Linked DNA regions of Macaca mulatta: region 2 is linked to region 1. The links are chromatin contacts, called in public Hi-C maps. All regions are on one chromosome and are shown on one strand. Each heading gives the region's core, a stretch centred on a gene start, on an enhancer-like site or on the middle of the called end of the contact. The rest is flanking DNA. Distances are from core to core; before and after follow the strand shown. Region 1 overlaps ENOX1 (ecto-NOX disulfide-thiol exchanger 1). Region 2 has its middle 78 kb from the start of CCDC122.

The links. A called contact is a pair of places that touch in the nucleus more often than the background predicts.
Region 2: a Hi-C map of fetal cortex germinal zone shows a contact between it and region 1, with 4 times the contacts expected there. The contact joins two enhancer-like sites. A contact is called at or near these places in 2 of 14 Hi-C or Micro-C datasets (fetal cortex germinal zone and fetal cortical plate).

Annotation. Positions count from the first base shown.
Region 1 is chr17:22,690,795-22,694,547 of T2T-MMU8v2.0, forward strand. It overlaps ENOX1 (ecto-NOX disulfide-thiol exchanger 1), which reads right to left. Exons shown (of 15, transcript XM_077974449.1): 8 at 2,570-2,782. Among named protein-coding and RNA genes, the nearest start is that of MIR7168, 100 kb to the left of the region's middle. Within about 2 kb of position 2,202, at least 4 of the 40 cell types and tissues checked have an H3K27ac peak or open chromatin away from gene starts, as enhancers often do. A contact at or near this core is called in fetal cortex germinal zone, where this site is marked.
Region 2 is chr17:23,129,045-23,132,477 of T2T-MMU8v2.0, forward strand. No RefSeq gene overlaps it. Among named protein-coding and RNA genes, the nearest start is that of CCDC122, 78 kb to the right of the region's middle. Within about 2 kb of position 1,272, at least 18 of the 40 cell types and tissues checked have an H3K27ac peak or open chromatin away from gene starts, as enhancers often do. A contact at or near this core is called in fetal cortex germinal zone, where this site is marked.

The sequences.
Region 1 (3,753 bases), core at 952-3,451:
TCCTTACGTGATTTCAGCCTGGAAAAAGAAGATGTGATGGCAAGTGAAGCAGCAGCAACCATCATAGACAACTATCCAGGTAAAGTGAACAGCACCAGAGAGAGCTCAGCCCTGGCAGCCTTGAACCACTGGACCAGTGCCAACAAACCCCACATCTGGATTTTACTGTGTCCCAAGAGAAAAATCTTCTACTTGTCTCAGATGCCGTTTGGCAGAATTTTCTGTTACTCACACGTGGGTGCCATGTCTAACTGACACATCAGGTAACCAAAGCCTGACTTGGGTGGTGGCGGTTACAATGAAGAAGAGTGGGCTGAATCGGGGTATATTTTTGAAGGGAGAAACAACAGGACTTCCTGATGACCTAGATGTCGGTTGTGGTGGTGGGAGATGGCAATTATAAAAAGTACAAGACTTTGGCTTGAGAACTTATGAGAATGGGAAGGAAAAACCAAAAGAGGAGCAGGTTTGAAGATTAGAAGCAAGGATTCCATTTTTGATATTTCAAAGTTGAGGTGCCTAAGAGGCAGTCTCTACTCCTGTGGTTTCCAGGAGACAGGATCTTGCTGGCCCTGTTCCACCCCTTCATTCACTCCTTCTCAGGGAGTGATGAGCCAGCCTGCCCAGGGAGACTGCCTGTTCTGCCCACCTACTCCCTTGCTTAGGCATCCAAAGTGTAGCCTCCAGGAATGTGGCTGGGGTCTTCAGTACCGCCTGAAGCTGGATGCTCAACACAATGTCCAGCATTCAGAAGCCAATTATTGCTGTAAATCTCCACATCACTTTCCAATTTGGTTGTTATACCAAAAAGTATTTGTAGTCCCACATGCTACACTTTTCTGTCCATCTCTCAGTTGCTTCAAATATGGGCCAACTTACACCTATATAATGACAGGTAGACATTTCGTGTTCTTTCAGCCACATCATAGGGGCCTCATTGTAATAGGTGCCTCTTTCAATAGTTACTGCCAAAGAAAATGAAGTTCTCGCCTATTCATGGCTGCCCTCTTATCTTTATTGTTAGAGTCAAGGGTTGAGTCTTCCTTGCCCGTTGGGACTATAAACTGCATGGGAATTAGAACTTATTTAAAATTGATGCCAGTGAGCAAAAGGTAAACATACTGTAACCATTTCACTGTTCAGGCACATGACTTCTTACTATAACTCTGAAGAAATTGTATGATTAGAATTGTTTTACTGTGCTGTCTCTTATTTTTCTCCACTACCAGTTCACTCTTACCTTCCCTCCATCCACTGATCCATTCTTTCCTTCCCTCCTTTAAAAACTGCTGTTAATGTTGCTTTTCTTTATTCTATCCCTAATAACCTTAGAGTTTCTAGACATACACTGTTAAAGAAAGGGTCATTCATCAAGCCTGGTGAATCTAGGTAATGTGGTCTGGTATCAGTCTGTGTAAGGACAGAGCAGTCTTATTTTTCCTATTCCTTTTCTTTAAAGACAGATTGGTCTTATACTGGATATTAGATCACTTACCAGAATTTACATTTGGGAATTTGTTATACAATATGCTACGCTGCTGTAAAACCTGTCTTTTGATAAAGTCATATAAGATACTTTTACATTTAAGATCTCGGTTTTGCCCTCTCTTCCATCCCATCCTGACAGATACATTATTCCTTGTGTTTGCACTGATGAAAGAGGTGATAGGCATTTTGGCACACTACATCACAGAAAATAGTACTTATCTTTAGAATGGAAATATACATCCCACATGTCACTATCGCGTAGGGCCCTGCACCTGGTATGGAATGGAGCGTGGCATTGTTACAGTGTCATTCAATGGCTTTTACCAAGCAAGAGAACATCGGCAGCTGTGATGCATGATGCCGCTGTGACATTAACTACAGACACAGATAGAGTGCCCATAAAAAAAAATACGCCCTTTTTTTGAATAGAGCCCTGGGTAATTACCCTGACTATTGTTCTAAGAGAAAGCCCCATTTACACCCCTTCATCATTTAGACTCTGGACATAAAAAAAAAATCACTGGCATTAAGTAGTTAAGGCAATTTGCTTTCCAAATGAAGAAAGGACAAAAAAAAAATCCCTGCTCTTGAGTTGCTCATTTTGACAGCCACAGCTCACCCAAATAAAAGATCCTGAGGAGTTTTTCTGATAGTACCCTTTTCCTACACAGAGCCCAAGGAGAACGTGTTCAAGTTTGCTTTCTGCTGTCAGCACTAGGAGGACACAGGGGGCTGTGTGGACAGCCTGCGGGTGAAGGGTGGCGGCCCTGCAGCTATGATATGAACTGTGGTGGGTCCAGCAGGCACAGATGCATCTAGCTGCCCTGCCCTGGTGGCCAGGCTTGCTGTTCTGAGGAAAAGCTACAGAAACGTTGCTCACCTTGAGAAGTAAACTCTCAGGGCAGGGTCCGTGTTCCTCCAAGGTGCCACAGAACATGAAATAGGTTATGAGGTTTGCCATTCAATGTGGAGTAAAAATGGGAGATTATTGAACTACTTACCCCCAAATGAAAAAATAAAATTAATCAAAAAGAAAAGGCAAAATCACAACAAAAGAGATGTCCCCCAACATTTTACTTACATTGAGTGAGAATCCCAGTTAAGGCATTTTTGAAATTCTCCTTGGCTTCCTCCATCTCCTGCTCATGTGTGGCTTTTTCATTCATGAGCCGGCGGACGTGGCTGTTGGCCGACTGCACCATGGAATAGAACTGGTTTGCGGAACGCCGATTCACCTCCCCTCGTTCAATCCAGGAAAGCAGCACTGTGATCGCCTCTGAAAACTTGCTATCATCTGGAAATGGAAAACCACCAAGTACAAATCATGCCAAGATGAGAAAATACACTTTATTCGTATTCCTCTCAAAAGACAGAGCATAGTCCAACCTAGTGGATATATTTTCAGAACTCAACAAATTAGCTTTCCTGAGACTGACGGCCATATAATCACTTAATTTCTCTTTTCTCATCTAACTTCAGGGCACCATAGAACCACTCAGAAGGTTCACATTCTCATCTACCAACTCCATGAGCTCAGCTATAGGAGATTCGGTCTGGGCATTCTTAGGAATAAGGTACAGCCTAATTCTTCCACCAAACCTTGTTTTCTCTTTCTTAAGATGGACTTGAAAAACTGTTATTAACCTACTTGGTCTCTACTTCATTTCTTTGTTCCTTTAACAAAAATATGACACAGTGTTACCAGTTTTCTGATTTATAGAATCAGCTGACTTAGTGTTAAAATGTGGAAGAAAGATTGGATTACTTTAAAACTGGTTGTAATGTATGGTACTATCCCTAAGGCAGGTAGTAGGAATAAGTCAATTCTTGTTCTACTGTAGTTCAAAACGAATTCCATTTTAGGGCTAATACCATATATTTAATTAGGCTGAAAAACAGAATATTTCCTAGTTTTCCACAAAAGAGAACATGTTTCCTGAGGTGTTCAGTGTTTGCTTTGGATTGCTATGGAAAGCCCATTTGAACCCAGTTTGAGATGTGTGTGTGTGGTGTCGGGGGGGGGGGGGGACAGGAAGTAGGAAATGCAGTTCCATCTGAAAATAAGTGATAAATTCTATTTCAAAGAAAACAGACTTGCCTCTTTGAGAATGGTTACTGAACAAACCTGTGTTGTGTGGCTTGGAGGTGGAGAAAAAGGAAGTTTGTGGGTGATTAAGTTAATTAGAACTGGAAGTTGTATGTCAGCTGTTACAACATTAATCGATCTGACTACTGCTGAAGGCTCACTGCCTACTTTTCAGGCAA
Region 2 (3,433 bases), core at 22-2,521, 440 kb after region 1:
TATACAGTGAGACGCAGTGATTCCACACAGCTGGGCTTGCCCACCTGTCGACCCCACTTTCCCCATGTGCTCGCCGCGGGATGACAACCACAACACTTCAGAACCACCCCCCGAAAGGGGGCGGGGTTACGCCTTCAACCAATCAGGACCCGCGAGCCCCGGGTGTCCAACCTATGGGGTGGCTGTGGCCGTGCAGGGGGAGGACGTGGGGTGGTCTGGGAGGGGCCGCGTCCGTGGGAGGCTCGCACGTGTCGGGTCCGGAGAGGCGGGGAGGCGGCCGGCGTCCAGCGGCCGAGGCGCGGGCTCTGAACCCTGGCAGCTGCCGAGTCCAGGTGCCCCAGTGCCTCCTTTACCTCGCGCTGGACCAGGCAGGGCGCGCTCCCGCAGAGGAAGACCTGTCCAAGGTGTCCGAGCTCCCCATGAGAGGGGACAGTCACAAATAACAACAATAGTACCCAGCGCAGACGAGGCGGGGAGGAAAGTTTCCGGCCCGCAGCAAAGCAGAATCCGCCAAGGCTGGAGGAGAAGGGATGCAGAGCGGGAGGGTGACAACCTGAAAGAAGAGGGCAGCGGGAGCACCGTGCGGGCAGGACCGGGTCCCGGGGGCGACGCCCGCCGGGGGAGACGGGTGCGGGGTGCGCTGTCCAAGGTGCAGGGGAGGTGACTGGCGCGCGGCGGGCGCGGAGCCCGGAGCCGACACTGGCTGGCAGGCGGCGGGGAGATCGGGGAACAGCTGTCTGGGGCGCTGGGCACCCCCGAGCTCGTAAAAGTGACGGAGCTTGAGCCGGGGCACGGCAGGGAAGAGCGTGAGGGCTGCACCGAAGCCCCCACGCGTCCACGCACTCCTCCTTACCAGCCTCACCTCTAGCTCCACTCCCCTCCCCCCTCGCCCACTCCCCTCCCGGTCTAGATCCAGGTGCCGAGGCGGGGGCGAGACCAGAGGACCCAGGCTCGGAGCCCGGACGCCCCAGGGATGTTGCGGGCACCGGAGCTGCTTACCTGGGGCCGCCGTATGGGGAGCGGAGGCAACCCGCCGCGCGGAGTGGGGCGCCGGGCGCGGCGCGGCTCCTCCTAGCCTCGGCGTCCTCCTCCTTCTTTGCTTCTCCCGGACTCTGTCCCGGGCACGGAGCTGGGAGACGCGGCCGGGCTGCAGTCGCCTTTCCCTCCGCCGCCGCCGCCGCCGACGCCGCTGCAGCAGACAGAGGACGCCCCGTGGCGGCTGGAAGCCTGTGTGAGTAGCGGCGCCCGGGAGAGCGGGGATCTGCTGAGGGGCGCTGGAGACTCCGCGGCTGGAGGCGCGCGGGCGTGCGCACGCGCGCCTGCGAGTGTGAGTGTATGGGTGCGCGCGCGCCCACGGGGTGGGGGAGTCGCGAGGGGAGGGGGAGAGAGGCCGAGAGATGCTCGTAGGGACCGAGGCAAAATTCTGCGCCCCCGGAAATCCGTAAACGCTGGGAAGGAGGATCGAACGCGCGTCTCGCTTGGAGAAGCTGCCCACCGGGCGGCAGCAGAGGAGGAGGGGAAGTCAGCGAGGCGCGCTAGGGCTCCGGATCCCAGCCTGGCAGAGCCGAGCGGAGCGCGCAGCCACCGATGCAGCAGAGGCGGCGCCCGCAGCCCACGGTCGCGCTGCCCCCTCTCGGGAGGGGCCGAGGCCGCTCGCTCCCGCCACCGCCGCCGCGGTCCGGACTGCTCTACTAGGAGCGGGGGAACCGAGAGAGGGACCGCACGGTTGCTACGGCGACCTTGGAGGCGCCGGGCCCGCTGAAGGGCCAAGAGGAGAACCCGGGCGCACGTGGCCGACTCCAGGCTGGAGCGGGTGTGTGCCAGGGTTGTGGGCTTGGGGTAGAAGGTGGAATTGGGCCGCGCGGCCTGAGCAGAGGATGCAGGGTGTGCGGCCCAGAGTGGCTCGGCCGGGGTGCGATCAGCATGCAGGTTGGTAAGGGTGAGGGGATCCTAACCCCAGGTGACATGTTGCCTTTTTTTCCTCCTTGGAGGCTACTTTTTCTCAAAGTTATCCACTTCCCAGATAAGAGTGCCGGCCTCCTCTTTGTTAGGATTCAACTTAGCTGTGCAGGCAACCAGGCAGTGCCTCCTTCAAGTCAGGCTCTTCCAAGAACCGCTCCCACCAACCCCCCCCCATACATCCACATCCCCCGCTCCTCCTTCATCCCAACTACATTGTAATACTTTAGAAATAAATGTTTAAAGCACATTTACATTCTCTGCCTCTTAAAAGATATATTGTCCTAGTAGTATACTTTTCCTTGCTTATTTTAAATTCTGAGTGGGGTTTCATTCACACAAGCATTTCTTCAAGGGTTGTAAGGTCAGGGTAATACGCGAAATACCCTTCCTGGCAGGAATCCTTCGGGCAGGGATTGTGTTTTGCACACTTTTGCATGCCGCCGGTGCTTAGCATAGTACTCTGTACTTTGTGAGTTCCCTGTAAATGTTGAATGAATGACATTGTTTTCTAGCTTCACATAACCTGAAGGCAAAGACTTGGATGCTGGGAAAGTCATTACCACCCCACTAGGCTTGCTTGATTTTAACTTATGCCATTTCCCTGTGTGTGGCTATTTTCCCCCCTGGCGGTCAGAACCCTAGTGCAAAGAGAGAAAATAATACTTATCCACTGTGCACCCTTAAGAAAGGGCGCATGCAGAAGCACTCTGCAGGGACCCCAGTGGGATCCACTGGGTGTGAGGGGGCCAAAGCTCAGAATCTAACCTCTCAAAATGTGAAAGTCACTGTTCCTGAGCAGTTTATACTGTCCCTTCTAGAGCAGAAGGATGGGGAATAGAGTTTTAAGAGAAATACACTATTCTTTTGTTTTGTTTTGATTTTTGTTTTTTGAGACGGAACCTCGCTCTGTCACCCAGGCTGGAGTGCAGTGGCGCGATCTCGGCTCACTGCAACCTATGCCTCCCGGGTTCAAGCGAATTATCCTGCCTCCGCCTCTTAGTAGCTGGGATTACAGGCACTGGCCATCACAACCGGCTAATTTTTTTTTTTTTTTTAAGTTTTTAGTAGAGACAGAGTTTCACTGTGTTTTCCAGACTGGTCTCCAACTCCTGACCTCAAGTGATCCACCTGCCTCGGCCTCCCAGAGTGCTGGGATTACAGGTATGAGCCACCGCACCAGGCCAGAAATACACATTTCTAATAGATTATCAGGTATGCATTTTTCTCCTGTAAAGAGTAGTGTTCGTGGACACTGACCAATACGTGCAGGGTCACCCCGGACTGCTAATTCTGCTGTCTGGTGTAGCACCAAGTCTACATCCTTCACCCTTGGTATTTCTACAATCGTCGTCTTAGAAGCAGAAGTCTTCAATTTTGCATTCCGTGCTAAATTTCAATTCCTTTGAACTCAGGCTCGCCTATGAGCTGCTTCTCTCTCCACTCATGATACCACAGCTGTGAAGTATAACTG